3 separate regions of the Mus musculus genome follow, and all the other regions are linked to region 2. The links are chromatin contacts, called in public promoter capture Hi-C maps. All regions are on one chromosome and are shown on one strand. The core of a region is the stretch at or near the end of the contact, and the rest is flanking DNA. Distances in the headings are between cores, read along the strand shown. Region 1 overlaps Rbm20 (RNA binding motif protein 20). Region 2 holds the start of Gucy2g (guanylate cyclase 2g). Region 3 holds the start of Mxi1 (MAX interactor 1, dimerization protein).

The links. Promoter capture Hi-C pulls out the DNA fragments that hold promoters and counts their contacts.
Region 1: a contact with region 2 is called in a promoter capture Hi-C map of 3T3-L1-derived adipocytes, with 5 times the contacts expected there. The contact joins the enhancer-like site here to the promoter of Gucy2g in region 2. A contact is called at or near these places in 7 of 39 promoter capture datasets (the 3T3-L1 cell line, 3T3-L1-derived adipocytes, embryonic stem cells and 4 more) and 2 of 115 datasets of contacts at active chromatin or transcription factors (embryonic forebrain and pancreatic cancer cells).
Region 3: a promoter capture Hi-C map of hippocampal neurons shows a contact between it and region 2, with 2.7 times the contacts expected there. The contact joins the promoter of Mxi1 here to the promoter of Gucy2g in region 2. A contact is called at or near these places in 2 of 39 promoter capture datasets (hippocampal neurons and pre-B cells) and 1 of 115 datasets of contacts at active chromatin or transcription factors (pancreatic cancer cells).

Annotation. Positions count from the first base shown.
Region 1 is chr19:53,849,102-53,852,055 of GRCm38.p6, forward strand. Rbm20 (RNA binding motif protein 20) reads left to right here. Exons shown (of 14, transcript NM_001170847.1): 10 at 1,001-1,087; 11 at 2,076-2,715. Among named protein-coding and RNA genes, the nearest start is that of Gm41863, 9.8 kb to the right of the region's middle. Within about 2 kb of position 1,595, at least 91 of the 459 cell types and tissues checked have an H3K27ac peak or open chromatin away from gene starts, as enhancers often do. A contact at or near this core is called in 3T3-L1-derived adipocytes, hippocampal neurons and liver, where this site is marked.
Region 2 is chr19:55,239,214-55,242,630 of GRCm38.p6, forward strand. Gucy2g (guanylate cyclase 2g) reads right to left here and starts at 2,039. Exons shown (of 21, transcript NM_001081076.3): 1 at 1,640-2,039. The coding sequence starts at 2,023.
Region 3 is chr19:53,308,677-53,312,051 of GRCm38.p6, forward strand. It overlaps Mxi1 (MAX interactor 1, dimerization protein), which reads left to right and starts at 1,830. Exons shown (of 6, transcript NM_001008542.3): 1 at 1,830-2,297. The coding sequence starts at 2,024. All of the region lies in intron 2 of Gm30541 (a long non-coding RNA gene), which reads right to left.

The sequences.
Region 1 (2,954 bases), core at 345-2,844, 1.4 Mb before region 2:
TGGTTGTGAGACACTGTGTGGGTGCTGGGAATTAAACCTGGGCCCTCTGGAAGTACAGCCAGTGCTCTTAACTGTTGAGTCATCTCTCCAGCTCCAAAGCCTTCTACAAAAGATCTTATTTTAGTCAAAGAAGGCCACGAGGCAAAGTTGTGGACTTTATGTAGGTACTAACATAATTATCTAAAATGTACCTTTGCAGGGCTGAAAGGGGTCAGTGGTGAAGGGTGTGCGCTGCTCTTTCGGAGAACCCTAGTTTGGTTCCCAGATCTCAAGTGCTTATAACTGCGGCTGCGTGAGATCTGAAGCCTTTGGCTTCTATGGGTACCTGTACTCACGCCCGTGTGTGTGTGTGTGTGTGTGTGTGTGTGTGTGTGTGTGTATGTGTGTGCATGTGTGTATGTGTACATGTGTGCCTGTGCACAGTGTCTCTCTGTGTGTACACATGTGTGTGTTAATGGAAATGATGTCTTTAGGAGGAGATGCCCCACAGTGGCCACTCCCCTCCCCGAGCTTTCCCCACTCAAGTCACTTTTGCTTTTTTTTAATGTTCATCCTTTGCTGCAGACACTCAGATCACCAGGGGTCTCTGTCCCCTGAAAAACTACAAGACCTACTTTCAAAAAAAAATTTTTTTTAAGATTTATTTATTTATTATATGTAAGTACACTGTAGCTGTCTTCAGACACTCCAGAAGAGGGCGTCAGATCTTGTTACAGATGGTTGTGAGCCGCCATGTGGTTGCTGGGATTTGAACTCCGGACCTTCGGAAGAGCAGTCGGGTGCTCTTACACACTGAGCCATCTCACCAGCCCCCAAAATGTTTTTTCTGTCAGTGTGAGTGAGCATGTTTCTTTCTGAGCCTCAGTTCCCGAAGCAGTGGCCTCCCCTCCGCTGTGAGGGAGTCGGGGGAGGAGCGTGCGGATCTCTCTACTTCTCTCTGTGTCCCCTCTTCTGCCTCTGCCTACTCTTAGTCTTGTTTGGTCTGTTCTTCCCCTGTAAGGCTGGAGCTGAGGAACAGGAAGGCATGGTGGGCATACAGCAGGAAGGGACAGAGTCCTGTGATCCAGAAAACACAAGGACAAAGAAGGTGAGTTTGCACCCCCATCTTGGTGGTGGTGTCATATATTAGCATCAGAGACTCTGTCACCGGGTCGGTTTTGCCTGACAGCGGCCGTATGGGATGTGTTCGTGTCTTCACAAGCACTTGTACCAATGGCCCCAGTGCTCTCTGGAGAAACAGCTCTGTGGAAGTCTTTCGATGTCTCCTCTGGGGAGATCTTTAGCTGCACGCCCGGGCTCCGCCCCCCTCTCCTGCAACTTGGCTGTGCTGCTAAAAGAAAACATATGCCCAAGAAAGACTCAGACTTCAGAGCCAGGCTCCCAAAATAGGCAGGTCCCTTAGTGGGTCCACGACACAAGCAGTCAACTTGAAGCCCTGACCTCAGCAGGCCCAAGACCCTGAGATTAATGAGACATACTCTGTGTGTTTTAGAAAGATTATTTGTACTTAGTTAAAAATCAAAATCCAGTTACTGTCCTCCTGGGCTGGGCTTCCACGGGCAAACGAAATGTCCTTGGATGATCGCCAGCTTCATGCCTTTCCGGTCAGGGGACACTAATCTTCCGAATCTGTGTGCCAAGCCCTAGGGCTGCTGGGAACACCAAGGGAAAAATACCGGAGGCAGAGTGTGGGCGGAAGTTGCACCTTTGCTGAGAGAGGGAGTCTGGAGGAAGTTTGTGAGTGGATTCTCTCCAGCCACCTTTAGTGACGTCCATTTGTAATGTATCCATTCATTCAGAGATAGTCACAAATAGCTACTATATAGCAAAGTTAAGGATTCTTTGTGTCATTCAAAACGTGGCAAATCAAGCAGCAAGGGCTTGTTGTGAAGCCTGTGCCACTTGGGGGGCGACTGAATAAGTGAGGCTTGAGGGGCTCACATCCCCTAAGAACCCAAGGAGCAGGAGAAGCGCTCAAGGTCTTTCCGACATGAAGGCTCCTATAGCCAATGCGTATGGCTGACGTTTGAGTATTCTAAGCCACCATATGACACCTGTTCTACATCCTCATACAGGGACAAGACTGTGACAGTGGGAGTGAACCCGAGGGGGACAACTGGTACCCCACCAACATGGAGGAGTTGGTCACAGTGGACGAAGTAGGCGAGGAAGATTTCATCATGGAACCAGACTTACCAGAGCTGGAAGAAATTGTGCCTATTGACCAGAAAGACAAAACCCTCCCTAAAATATGTACCTGTGTAACGGCCACCTTAGGTTTGGACTTGGCCAAAGATTTCACCAAGCAGGGAGAGACCCTAGGGAACGGAGACGCAGAACTCAGCCTGAAGCTGCCCGGACAAGTGCCGTCTACTTCCGCAAGCTGTCCCAATGACACGGACCTGGAGATGCCTGGCCTAAATCTGGATGCTGAGCGGAAGCCAGCTGAAAGCGAGACAGGCCTCTCACTGGAGGTCTCAAATTGCTACGAGAAGGAGGCAAGAGGAGAGGAGGACTCAGATGTGAGTCTGGCCCCTGCAGTGCAGCAAATGTCCTCCCCCCAGCCAGCAGATGAGCGGGCCCGGCAGTCCAGCCCTTTTCTCGATGACTGCAAGGCCAGGGGGTCCCCAGAAGATGGGTCTCATGAAGCCAGCCCCCTGGAAGGAAAAGCCAGCCCACCTACTGAAAGCGACCTCCAAAGCCAGGCTTGCCGAGGTGTGTTGGCTGAGGGTGGCTACCTTCCTCTCCCTCATGGGTGGTAGGGTGGACTGGACCACCGCGTCCCTCAGGACATGTGGGTATGTGCAGGCTGGAACAGATAGATGGGAGTTACTTAAGGCCAAGACAGAAAGTTAAGTACTAATAGAAGCAAGCCTCCGAAGGCCTGGCTAGAATGTTAAAGCAAATAGTGTAGAAGAAATCCAGCAGGCGCCCCCTGTGTTCCGGGAATAACC
Region 2 (3,417 bases), core at 789-3,288:
GGACGCATTGCATAGGTGACAGTAGTGTAATGGGAGTAGAACTCAAGCCATAGACCCCCGTTTAAATGCTTCCTGTACTCACTCATCCACTAGTTTCTTGTGTGTTTTCTTTAAGATATTACATTTTACAAAAAACTTCAGAGACCTTTAAAGAAGCTAATGCCCCTCATGGGAGCTGAGATATATAGAATAGCCCTGGAAAGCATCCTACCCTATAGCATTTATAGATGTACATTTACAGGCATTAAGGGAAGCAATCAATTACTTTTTTTTTTTTTTACTTTCAAAAACGTTAATTTGGAATGAATTATCAAATTCGTGTGGGTTTTCAATCTCACCTCAATAAAGATTATAAAACAAAATGTATAAATGAACTTAAGTAAGAGTAACATTCAATGCCTGGAGGAAAATAAAGAGTGTTTTCTAGTCTGTATTTCAGAGGCATTTCCTTGCTTGGCCTCCTACAAAAATGAGACATATTCACATACACATTTAAACAAATTAATGATAAATGACTCCAAACTGAGGAACTACGGACAGGTAAAACTAAAGCAGAGGGCGAGCAGGGCCTCAGCACTCGCAACTGACCTTGAAGGAAGGGCAGGATTTAGCTAACCAGAGAGATGTCAAATGCAGAGAGGCAGACATTTCAACGGCCACCTGAGCTTCACAGCAACAGCCACAGAGAGTTCCACAGCACTGGGGGATTGAGGTCTCTTAGTCACCCTCCCCATCCTCTCTCAGATGGCAGGACACCCGAGGACGTTGACTAAGCTAATTCCATGAACCACAAACTGCACATTTCCCTCATTTGCTGTAGCTTAGACCAATCTGTCATGCCGTAGTCTCTCCAGCTTGCTGTGAGCATCCCTGGATAATTTATTATACACACCAAAGGAAAGCCTCCTTTAACAATTGATAGTTATTTTTAAAAACAAGCCCTGGTGTCAGTCTCAAATTCTCCAAACCAAGTAGCTGACAACATAAGAAGCAATGAGTCAAACAAGAAGGAGGGGAAGGGCACATGAACTAGTCATTCCTAGAAATGGTATTCTTTAAATACCATTAACTCTTGTAGTTACATGGTCTCAAAAAAAGAAAGAAAGAAAGAAAGAGAGAAAGAGAGAGAGAGAGAGAGAGAGAGAGAGAGGGAGGGAGGGAGGGAGGAAGGAGAGGAGAGGAGAGGAGAGGAGAGGAGAGGAGAGGAGAGGAGAGGAGAGGAGAGGAGAGGAGAGGAGAGGAGAGGAGAGGAGAGGAGAGGAGAGGAGAGGAGAGGAAGAGAAGAGAAGAGAAGAGAAGAGAAGAGAAGAGAAGAGAAGAGAAGAGAAGAGAAGAGAAGAGAAGAGAAGAGAAGAGAAGAGAAGAGAAGAGAAGAGAAGAGAAGAGAAGAGAAAAACTAAGACCTAGACAGCAATTGTTAAGATTTTTGCCCAGAGACTAATGAAACTATATAATATATACCCATCTGAAAATGTCCTTATATAATGCAGTGCCATCTACAATGAATATATACAATTATATTTTTAATCAAAAATGTAAAAGTCAATAAGAAGAGATGAATGGAATGTGTGTCTTTATCTGTACTTCACTCCTTTCAGTAGAAATTCAAACATCATTTTTAGAATACTCCGTACTCTACCTCTGCTGCTTCTGGGCATGCTGGTCCAAACAGAGCAGAAATGTGTTCTTTCTGGACCTGGTCGATGAAAACCGCAAGGGACTCCTTGGCACTGCATGTTGAATTGGTGTAAGTGAACTCCCAGCTCACGTTCCCAAGACCCACTGGCTCTGAGTTGAGCTTGTCCACAACAGTCTGGAGTCCTGCCCCCAACCTTTGAACACTAAATGGATGAGAGATGTTCCAGGGGGCATGGAACCCCACGGTGAGCTTAGCAGCTTCGAGACAAGTCACTAGCATAACGACAGACAGCATCAAAACCAGAGATGGATGATCTGCACGGCTTCCTGCCCCAGCATAGAGCCTAGGTTCTAGTGGAGACTCAGAGCGTGTCCTAGAAGCCATGGGTAGTAGCATCTAACGAAGTATCATTATACAACTCTGGTAGGCTCAGCCTCTTGACCATTCGTGCCCAGAACTTATATGAGAGTGAAGAGTCCCCAGAGATCACAGCTTGCTTTCTGTTCAGTGTCACTAATTAACGGAAACCAGCTCTTTCTCAGCAGGCCCTAACACAATACAGAGGCAGCAGAGCTACAGAAAACAGGCAGAAGTGAGAAGTCAAGAAGCCCCTGGATGTTGGCCCAATGGCATTACTGATGACCTTTGTGCTGCTGGACAAGTCACGTGACCCTATGTGAAGCCAGTGAGTTCACTCACATAGTAAGAGACCCTGTGCTAGAATTCTAACTGCTCTTCATGTTAATTGTATGACCCAGGCATGGTTGGTGCACATCTTCTCTAAAGTGGTGCGGGGAAGATTACAAGAAGATGTAAATCTAATTCCCTGCTACAAGGCTGACATAAAAAGCCATTCCATCAAAATTAGTTTGAGGGGCTGGGAAGATAGCTCAGTTGGTAAAGTGCTCACTATGCTCGGGGGAAGACTTTTGCTTCAACCCTCTGAACACACTATAAAAGCTGAGCATGGTGATGCTTGCCTGTAATCCCAACTCAAGATAGGTAGAGACAGGAGGACCTGTGGCTAGCCAGCCAGCCAGTCTAGTTGAATCAGTGGAATACCCTGTCTCAAAAAATAAGTTGAAGAGCAGTTGTGGACAATATCTAATGACCTCCACATGCATGAACACGCATGCACAAACAAACAACACACCAACATTAGATCTAGTAAGAATAGAAGCTATTGTCTACTCAGTCCATTTTATAGAAAACGCTTAGAACAGGCGAACTAATGTTACTGCCAACCAGGCATACCCTCTCTCTCTCACCTGGGTTTAGAGAAACATGGGTCAATAAATATTGACCTTCTTTCTATATAGATCATGGCAAGAAGATTAGGGTAGGGGGATAGCCAGCTCTTTACTGTCTGACATATCAGAGGATGACAAGGCTCTTGGAAGGCCACAGCCATCCCAGATAAGATGGCCTAGACATTTCCCAGGCACATCTATTCTAAATGGTCAACTTCTCACCTTCCATGGCTTTTAGTTGGCTAAAACCTGGTTCCTCCCATTCATCTGATACTTAGATATTTTAGCGTGATCGTCTGCTATGATCCTCAAAGTTTCCTGTTACAAACCACCAGTCTCCTGACAGTTACAAGCACAGATTCCAGGGCCCCAGTCCAGACCTTCTGATGTAGAATGTGCTCATGGAACGTTGCATTGGAGGTCCTCATTTATCTTAGATGTGCTAGGTCTCAGTGACTAAGATTTGAGAAGCCCCAATAGTCTGCACTAAGAGGAAGAAAAGAACGACTGGTCACTGCTTCTCTCCCT
Region 3 (3,375 bases), core at 580-3,079, 1.9 Mb before region 2:
CTAGCCCATGGCCTATATTTTTAATTTATTTATGAACTTTTAAAAATCTATTTGGGTGTTTTGCCTGCATGCATGTCTGTCTTTACACCACATGTGCCTAGTGTCTGCAGAGGTTAGAAAGGGGTGTCTGGTCCCCTGGAACTTCAGTTACAGACGGTTGTGAGCTGGGAATTGAAGCTGGGTCCTCTGGAAGAACAACCAGTGCCCTTAGCCTCTGAGCTACCTCTTCCCCTATTTATGTTTAAACGTGTGCATGTGTTCCTGGGATGAACTCAGGGCTTTGTGCACGCTGGGCAGGTAAGCTGCCCTACCACTCTGTTATATTCACAGCCTAGTTTTATAATATTTTTGAAAGCACACAAAGGCCTTCTTGCAGGTCTATGTGTGTGTGGGGGGGGGAGTGGGGGGTATACACATGAGCTGTAAATGTTAAAGAGCATTTTGCAAAGAAAATATTCTTTGTTAACAAAGTTTCCATTTTCAGTCTTTGTGACAAAAGTATAGGGAAGTGTCTCTGGGCTGGTGAGGACAGGGGGCAGCACAAGTCCAGGTCCCCTTACGAGGTCAGTCTGGGTAGATTCCTTTTAGAACTGTTTTCCAGTGAAGTGCAGAAAAGTCTTGTTTACCTCATTCATTCTGACTTAGATTCAAGTTACAGCAGCAAAGGGGACCTAGGTTCCAACTGAGAAAGTTCTCACAGAGGGGCTGCCATTGTAGCCCAGTGTGAGAACACTTGCCCAGCAGGCACAAAGCTTTGATCTTCAGGAACAAAACAAAACAAAAATTCTTAGTATGTGCCCAAGATGTTCTAGGTGTAGTTTTGACTTAGTTCACGAAAGCATCTTCTCAGAGGTTTCAGGGATGTGCAAATTTTGACCAGGAAGGGTTAGAGGATTTGATTTGTTCAGTCTGCTTGAGTAGGCCGAGAACTCCAAGCCTTCTTTACCAGGCTATCCAGGTGTCTCCCACACTCTGGTCAGGCAGGCCTGGTGGCTCCCAGTGGCAGCAGTGAAACTGTTGGAGGGAGTAGGGGATAAAGACTCCAGGTGTGGGAGTGGGGAGTGAGGGAAGGAGGGAAGAAGAGGTTCCTAGGTTGCCACTTCTATCTAGGGGGCACTCTGTCAAGTGAAAGGGCAGGCAGTTGTAGTGACGCCCTGCTGTGAGCTTTGCACAGCTGGACTGAGTGAGTGTGGAGAGATGCTCACATCTCCTCCCGCTTCCTGGAAAATAACTTTGCATTTGAAGGGTTGCAAAGGAGTCGGTAAATCTGAACCCGGACAGGGTAGCCTGGAGACTTCCTCTGCTTGTGTGAAGGTACACACAGGTGTGTGTGTGTGTGTGTGTGTGTGTGTGTTCGAGCGTGTGAGGGGTCATGTGTAAAATGTTTGTGTTGGGAGGAGTTTCTAGTTACATGTGATGTTTCTATTCTTCCCGTCAGAATTGGGCTTTTATTGTTTGATTTTGAAATAAGGTCTTTTTTATTTTTTTAAAAAATGCCTAGCAGCTATCATTTATTGGGGACCTCCTATGTGCCAGGCATTGTGCTGAATTTATTTTTCTGTAAAGAAAAATTGTTTTTATCCAGGTCCACCTAGAGACATCCGAGGGTTTTTTTTTTTTTTTTTCCCATTCTTATTAAAGCACAGTGCTGTCTACGCAGCTAGGATTTGCGGAGAGGCGGGGAAGGGTGCTGGATAGGCAGGGGGCGGGCCCTGCCTCCCTAGCCGCCACCATTTATTTTGACCGGTCAGATGGCATCGGGCTCGCACTAGGACCCAGGCGCCACAGCGCCTCCGTCCGTCCTGTAGGTTCATTCAATCTCCCATACACACAGACCCACACAGCGAGAGCGACACACACTCACACTCACAACCGCACGCAGCGAGGCTCGGGAAGTCAGTCAGGCCGGCTCCTTGCCCCGGTGCCTCGGTGACTCCAGCAGGCCGGGTCTCCCAGAGGCCCTGCAGCTCGGCCGGCCGCGCAGCCCCGGACAAGGAGCAGCTCCGCGGACCCCCGTGCCTCCATGGGCAAACGCGGGCGGCCGCGCAAGGAGGCGCGCTGCGAGGGCGCGGGGCTGGTCCCCGTCGCGCCCCCGGCCATGCCCCCGGCCGCGGCCGCGCCCCAGCCCCCGGCGCAGCCGGAGGAGCCGGCGGGGGCCAAGCCCCGGTGCCCCTTCTCGGACATTTTCAACACCAGCGAGAACTCGATGGAGAAGCACATCAACACTTTTCTGCAGAACGTGCAGATTCTGCTCGAGGCAGCCAGCTACCTGGAGCAGATCGAGAAAGAAAACAAAAGTAAGTTTGGGGGCCCCGACTGCTCGCCTGCGTCCAGCTCTTTCTTTCTCACCCCCTTGTGCGACCCCTGTCGCTTACTCGGTTCGCCGCCGCCCCCCCGCAACAAACACACACACACACACACACACACACACACACACACACACACACACGTACCCTCGGCAGTAAAGCCGATGACACCGGAGAAAGGACACGCACGCACGCACAAAGCTGCTAAAGATGTAACAAAGACAGCGAAGGGGAGAGGGAGCCTGTCGGTGCCTTGGTCTGTCGGTCTCCAGCAGGCCCGGAGGACGGCCTGGCCGAGGAGTGGGGGAGTGTTGTTGTTTGCTGACAACTGGGCTGAGAGGCTGCGAGCTCGTCTCTCCGAGGTCGCCTTTCTTCCCTTTTTTTTTTTTTTTTCCTCCTTTTTCTTTCCGGAGCCTACTCCGGCAGACAAGTGTTTTGGTTTGGCTTATGGTTTTGGTTTTTTTTTTTTTGTTTTGTTTTGTTTTTATTTTTTTGTTTTGTTTTGTTTCTGTTTTTGTCGCTCGTTCCAGGGTTGGGTGGGGATGAGAAGCTGAAAGTTGGAAACCGTTTGCAGAGCTCAGGGCTTCCAGAAAGAAAACACAGACACACATTACAACAATAACAACCGCCACCACCGAACAGCTCTCCGCGCCGTGGACTCCGGCTCTTCTTCCTGCCTACTTCGTTTCTCCTTCCTTCCACAGCAGGACTAGGCTCAGGCCATCGTGTCCACAGACACAGTTCCCCTGTGCCTCCTTGCCTCTGGGATGCCACGGCCTCTGGTCCCCTCAAAGAAACAGGCCAGAGGAACCAGGCAGCGCCGGCAGCCCTCCCTGGACCTGCGGTCCTGCGCGCGCTGGGGTAGGGAGGGGGGGACTTGGCGAGGGGGACGTGGCTAAAAGCAAACTTTAGGATTCCGCAGAAACAATAGTTGGGGGAAAAGGTGTGGGCGGTTGTGTCCATTTTCTTTATTTTCAGAGACGCACAGGACGAGCAAGGCAAACGCCTTACAGGGTTCCGTCCACCCCCACCCCCCCCGCACTCCCCCCCAGGTGGAGACCGATGCTAG